2 separate regions of the Mus musculus genome follow, and region 2 is linked to region 1. Evidence: chromatin contacts called from public Micro-C data. All regions are on one chromosome and are shown on one strand. The core of a region is the stretch at or near the end of the contact, and the rest is flanking DNA. Distances in the headings are between cores, read along the strand shown. Region 1 holds the start of Comtd1 (catechol-O-methyltransferase domain containing 1). Region 2 holds the start of 4930519K11Rik (RIKEN cDNA 4930519K11 gene).

The links. A called contact is a pair of places that touch in the nucleus more often than the background predicts.
Region 2: a Micro-C map of embryonic stem cells shows a contact between it and region 1, with 2.1 times the contacts expected there. The contact joins the promoter of 4930519K11Rik here to the promoter of Comtd1 in region 1. A contact is called at or near these places in 1 of 39 promoter capture datasets (hippocampal neurons) and 2 of 484 Hi-C or Micro-C datasets (both in embryonic stem cells).

Annotation. Positions count from the first base shown.
Region 1 is chr14:21,847,528-21,850,371 of GRCm38.p6, reverse strand. Comtd1 (catechol-O-methyltransferase domain containing 1) reads left to right here and starts at 1,462. Exons shown (of 7, transcript NM_026965.2): 1 at 1,462-1,593; 2 at 1,704-1,831; 3 at 2,057-2,162; 4 at 2,252-2,370; 5 at 2,445-2,499; 6 at 2,625-2,758. The coding sequence starts at 1,500. It overlaps A430057M04Rik (RIKEN cDNA A430057M04 gene), which reads right to left and starts at 2,794. Exons shown (of 3, transcript NM_176925.3): 1 at 1,293-2,794; 2 at 635-738. The coding sequence starts at 1,501.
Region 2 is chr14:24,003,381-24,006,412 of GRCm38.p6, reverse strand. It overlaps 4930519K11Rik (RIKEN cDNA 4930519K11 gene), which reads right to left and starts at 1,422. Exons shown (of 3, transcript NR_131107.1): 1 at 1,276-1,422; 2 at 959-1,118; 3 at 576-732. It overlaps Kcnma1 (potassium large conductance calcium-activated channel, subfamily M, alpha member 1), which reads left to right and starts at 2,208. Exons shown (of 28, transcript NM_001253364.1): 1 at 2,208-2,665. The coding sequence starts at 2,288.

The DNA of each region.
Region 1 (2,844 bases), core at 213-2,712:
CAGTTAGGAGAAGCAGCTGAGATCCCGCCCTGCCCCTAGAGAAAGTAGGTTCCCCTCCTGTTTGCCTGCACCCTGCACAGATGCTGATAGGTCAAGAAGCCAGTCTACCCTGATTGTGATTGGAGACCTGCCCTCACCTCCGAGGCCCGGGATTCTAGCAGCATTGGCTTCAGTTGGCCAGGTCTAGGGCTCTCTCACTGATCCTGCACCTGTCTGCCTGCCTCCGGAGGGTCTCCGGGCCTGGCCAGTGTTGTTAAGAAACAGACTTCCAGGGCAACCACCTCTGAGGCCCTGTGGACTCCAGCTCTTAAAGACAGCACCAATAGCCTACTAAGCCTGTGTGTGAGGCACACTGTGCGGGTGTTTTCAACCGGAACTCCATCGGGTGTTGTGTGCAGTGAGTGTTGTGAAATATAACTCTGCAAGACAGTATTCTTGGTGGCCCGAGGCAAGGTGCACCCCTGAGAAATTACACTGTGCAACAGTTCTGGTATAAAGGGGGTTTACTGGGAGAAGAGGACTAGAGGCTGGCAAGTGGCTATGTAGACAGACAGATGGGAATGAAGCCAGGGGAGGGGGGAAGGGGGCCAAAGGACTGGAGTGGGGTGGGGGTCTTTTTATCTGTGGCACATACCTGTCGTACGTGGGGGGCGGGGCAGGTGATGCCTTAAGCAATTGCTAGGTCCCTGAGGGCAGGTCAGCAGAGTCTCCTGTGAGCGAAGTCTAGAAAGGATTTCACTGTAGAAAAAAGAGGGACAGTAACACTTGAACTGCATTCCAGTTGTACCTGTCCAGTTGTTTCCAAGTCATAAACTACCACAGTCTTTTGCTTCCACCAGAGTTCAGCATATAGTAGATATTCAATAAATGTCTAGGGAACACCGGTCTAGCAGATAGCCTTGCAAGGGGAACTCAGCTGCTGCCTGCCAAGATGCTACCGCTTCCCAAGGAACCCTCTCTAGCCAATGACCATAACAGCAAGTACCACTATTGAGCACCTACTATGCGAGGAATCCCGTGCCTATCGTAGTAAGGCTGTAATACCTGCTTTACAGAAAAGAAACAGACTCGGAAAGACGGACCGTCACACAAAAAAGCTACACCCAGCATCCCAGCCACTAAGGATACTGTCTTGGAAACCAGGTGACTCTAAACCAGGTTCTTGGTTCCTTTAACTTGGGCACCCCTCCAGCAAGCATTCCCGAGTCTCTTTGGATTCCTCCATTAGCCACACTCACTTTATCCCCTCTCCCCATGCTCACAAGAGCCCTGGTGCAGAGATGACTCCATACCCCGACGCAGTTCCGCATGCAGCCACCGGGTGGCGAGATGTTCTCAGCCTGACCTTGCAATACGGCCATGTGTCACCAGATGGTGCCCGAGGACGCGGCTCTGTGGGCAGGGCCCGGACAAGGTGGAGCCCTGTCGGCTTACTGGTCCCAGTCCCATCCTCGCTACTCCAGCACACGTGACCTCCGCCGCCGCTGCTAACCTGCACCATGGCTCAGCCCGTCCCTCGGCTATCTATCCCAGCCGCACTGGCCCTGGGCTCGGCCGCGCTGGGCGCCGCCTTCGCTACTGGTCTCTTGCTGGGTGAGCTGGGCTGGGCTGCTGCAGTCCGGGGAATGGGAGGAGGGCGCGGAGAAGAGCCGGAGAACCCGGTCAGAAATGCAGGCCCTGACTCGGCACCCTCTCCCCGGCAGGGAAACGGTGGCCTCCATGGGGGTCCAGGCGGCAAGAGCGCCTGCTGCCACCTGAGGACAATCCCCTGTGGCAGTATCTGCTGAGCCGCTCCATGAGAGAGCACCCGGCGCTGCGGAGCCTGCGACTGGTCAGTAGGACTGGGACCGAGAACCGGCTCCCCACTTCCAGCGTGGTGGACCTCACGTGGCTGTGTGACCTTGAGCTAGGCAGAAACCCTCTCTGGGCTTCCGGGTTCCCTGAGACCTGTCCCCTCTAGGCCACACCCGCCACCGAGCCCCTGAATGATTCAAAACCTCAGGGGGGAGGTGGGGGGGGTGACTGGTATGAATGGCACCTCCCTCTCCCCACACAGCTGACCCTGGAGCAGCCGCAGGGGGATTCCATGATGACCTGTGAACAGGCCCAGCTTCTGGCCAACCTGGCGCGGCTCATTAAGGCCAAGAAAGCTCTGGATCTGGGTAGGAACACGCAGCCATGGTCTCTGGAAACCAGGGTCACAGGGCAGCCCTGCACCCTGAACTGAGCTTGACAGTGTCCCCTTCCACAGGTACTTTCACGGGCTACTCGGCCCTGGCCCTAGCCTTGGCGCTTCCGGAGGCTGGCCGCGTGGTGACCTGCGAGGTTGACGCAGAGCCCCCGAAGCTGGGACGGCCCATGTGGAAGCAGGTGAGAGCCCCACACCTGCGGCCGTTCGGGCTCCGGCTCGGGGGCGTGCCGGCCTGACCGGCCTCCTTCCGCAGGCAGAAGTGGAGCAGAAGATCGACCTTCGGCTGCAGCCCGCCCTGCAGACATTGGGTGAGCACCAGTGCGGGAGGGACCCAGACAGCACTGTCCAACCCCGGGGAACAAAACTGGCGACCCTGAGCAGCCCGCTGAGACCCTAGCTCAGCCAGCGGCACATGCCCTCTGTCCCTGTTAAGATGAGCTCCTAGCGGCGGGCGAGGCCGGAACCTTCGACATAGCCGTGGTGGACGCGGACAAAGAGAACTGTACCGCCTACTACGAGCGCTGTCTGCAGCTCCTACGTCCCGGAGGCGTGCTCGCTGTACTCAGAGTAAGGACTAGCTAAGGCAAAACTGCTGCTTCTTGTGGCTGGGTACCCACTCTTCTCAGCTCTTCCCACCCCACCCCCCAGCCCCG
Region 2 (3,032 bases), core at 173-2,672, 2.2 Mb before region 1:
GATGGATGATGCTGAAGGGGAGACTGAGGCAATTTCTGCTTCTAGAAAACACCATTTATTGCTCTCTTCTTTAGCACCCCCCTTTCTGTGTGTGTAAATGTGAGTGTGCCCCATAGCATGCACATGGACATGAGAGAATGGTTAACAGGAGTTAGCTTATTCCTTTGACTCTGTGAATTTCAGGGATCAGGCGCAGGGGGTCAGGTTTGGAGACAAGTACCTTTACCAGCAGAGCCATTTTGCTGGCCTTCTGTTGTGTACTATTTTATGGGGGAGGTGATTTTGACCTTAAGTCTTTTCTAATGGATATGTATACTGAGCCCAAGGAATGTACCAACCAATTTGAGACTCACATATTTTCAGTGTCTGCCAGGCTTGGCCTTCTTTGGCCCTCTGTATCCTAGGGCCAGGGTGTGGCTGACCAATGATTTAGGTCGAGACAGCTTGTTCAGGTAAGGAGGCTCCTTTGGGCCAGTTTACCATATGAAGAGTCTTGAAAGGAACCTGAGAATTCCAATTAGACTATAACTAATGAGCTGGAAACTTTGGGGAAATCACTGTGGGCAGTGAGGGGAGAGTGATCATCTTGGTTTTAATTAGCACAGGAAAAAGTTGTGGTCCAGCTGCCAGCCTGGAGAAGTGTCCAGAGGGAGGAAGTTTCTGTGTGCAACGATAGGGGGACTGGGGGTGGGGCGGGGGACAGGGGCTGCTGAACAATCCTGGACTCCTTCCCTTTAAAGGGGAGAAACGGGAGACCAGAAATGTAGAAAGGCAAGCCTGAATGCAGAGTACCCGTCATCCATTTGCCCTTCCCACACGAGTCTAAAGAACTAGGAAGCAGCCCTTTAAGAAACCTCCTTTTCTACCCAGTTTGTTCCACACCAACCACCAGGCTGCTGTCATCTTTGCTTAATAAGGAAACAACAAACAAACAAACAACAACAACCAACAAACCCACCTGCAGCTGTCAGAGGTCACAGACTACCAACAGACTTCCAGATGCCCCAGTTGTTCATCAGCAACTCACAACGTGGCATCTTGGAAACGAAAGAGTGAACTCTCTGTCAGCAGGTGTACTGTACTGGCTAGGGTCTTCCTTAGTCTCCAAGCCTTAGAATCTAGGGGCAATAAGTCCACTGAATCTAGCTGACAACCAGCCACTCCTCTCCCTATTAGGGGCCCCTTTGGGAAAACCGGCCTACCCCAGACACCTGGTGGTTTCCCCTTCTGGTACCCTGCTGAGCCTAGAGGGGCGCAACACCTGCAAAGTCCTACCTCTAGGCTGGTGGCGCTATACTCTACATCCTGGAAGATGGGGGGCCGCATGCCCCACCACTGCCAAATGACCTGCTGCCCCTACACAGCCCCAAGCCGAGGCGAGTTAGCCCGGTAAGCCTCCTCCCCTCCCGCTTCGGGCTGTTTGAGCCCGCGCCCGCTCCAGTTGCTGCAGCTGCCACTGCTGGCGGCTGCGGGGCGCGCGGGGCGCGCGCCGAAGAGGCTCGGGCTGCGAGAACGGGGACGAGGAGGAGCCCGAGGAGGCAAGGAGGAAGAAGCGAGCGGAGGCCGAGGAAGCTCAGGGTCACAGAGACCCGGCCCGAAGGGGTCCCGCAGAGCATCGGCTAGCTGGCCGCGGAGGCAGGGCAGACCGCCGCAACCAACCTGCCGCGGCCCCGCGAGCACAGGAGGCGGCGATCCAGGAGCGGAGCGCAGCCCCGGGGAGGAAGGGTGGCGCGGGCACGCCCGGTCGGGAGGGCGCGGATTCTCCGATCCTAAGGAGCTGTCGCCTCATCACCCGAGAGAGCTGTGCGGGGACGGGCGGGAGACCCCGGGCCCGGGCGCAGCGCACACGCGTGGCGCACGCCAGGCGGGCCGGGCGGCGCCGAGGGTACGCGGGATCGCGCTCACGGAGCTTCGGGAGGCACAGACCCCGGGCGCGGACCGCCCGCGGCGCCCCCTGGGCTCTCGGTGCTCCGCGCAGCCCCGGGGGCGATCGGGGCCGGGGTCGGGGAGTGGGAGCCACCCTCCCTCATCCCCTCCCCCCCCCGGGCCGGCCGGCAGCCCGGGGGAGGGCGGGCGGCGGCGCTTGGCTGTATATATCTCCGCACACCCTGCCAGGTCGCGCACAGCGCCCCGAGCCCAGGCGCCTCCCCGCCCCCCTCCCGGCGCTCCGCGGCGGCGGCGGCAGCGGCAGCAGTAGCAGCAACATGGCTGTTGATGGGTGTTCGGGGTGGCGCTGGCGGCGGGAGGAGCTCCCTCGAGCCCCTGCGCCTGCCGCCCATTGCTAGCTATGGCAAACGGTGGCGGCGGCGGCGGCGGCAGCAGCGGCGGCGGCGGCGGCGGCGGCGGAGGCAGCGGTCTTAGAATGAGCAGCAATATCCACGCGAACCATCTCAGCCTAGACGCGTCCTCCTCCTCCTCTTCCTCCTCCTCTTCTTCTTCTTCCTCCTCCTCTTCCTCCTCGTCCTCGGTCCACGAGCCCAAGATGGATGCGCTCATCATACCGGTGACCATGGAGGTGCCGTGCGACAGCCGGGGCCAACGCATGTGGTGGGCTTTCTTGGCCTCCTCCATGGTGACTTTCTTCGGGGGCCTCTTCATCATCTTGCTCTGGCGGACGCTCAAGTACCTGTGGACCGTTTGCTGCCACTGCGGGGGCAAGACGAAGGTAACGCGCGCCCCGGGCGCCCGCCCCTGCGCCATCCCAGCCGTTTCTCGGCGTCCCCCGCAGCCCACCTCTTAGCTCCGCACTGTGTCTTGCCTCCTGCTGTCCCTGCCAGCCTTGTCCCCGCCGCTTGCCCTTCCCTCCCCTCTCCTTGTGCCCTCGGATTGTGCGCCAGGGGTGAGGAGTTGACCCCAGCAGGTGCGCTCCAGGACGCAGACCCCCGCTTTAGTTCTCTGTTTATTGTAGGGCTATTGGTGACTATGGCCGGACCCGGGTTGGGGGGACATGTGTCTCTTGGGCACGTTGTTGCGGAGTGTGGAGAAGGAACCTTGCAGGGACACAGGAAGCTGAAAGACCCTGGGTGCGTGCG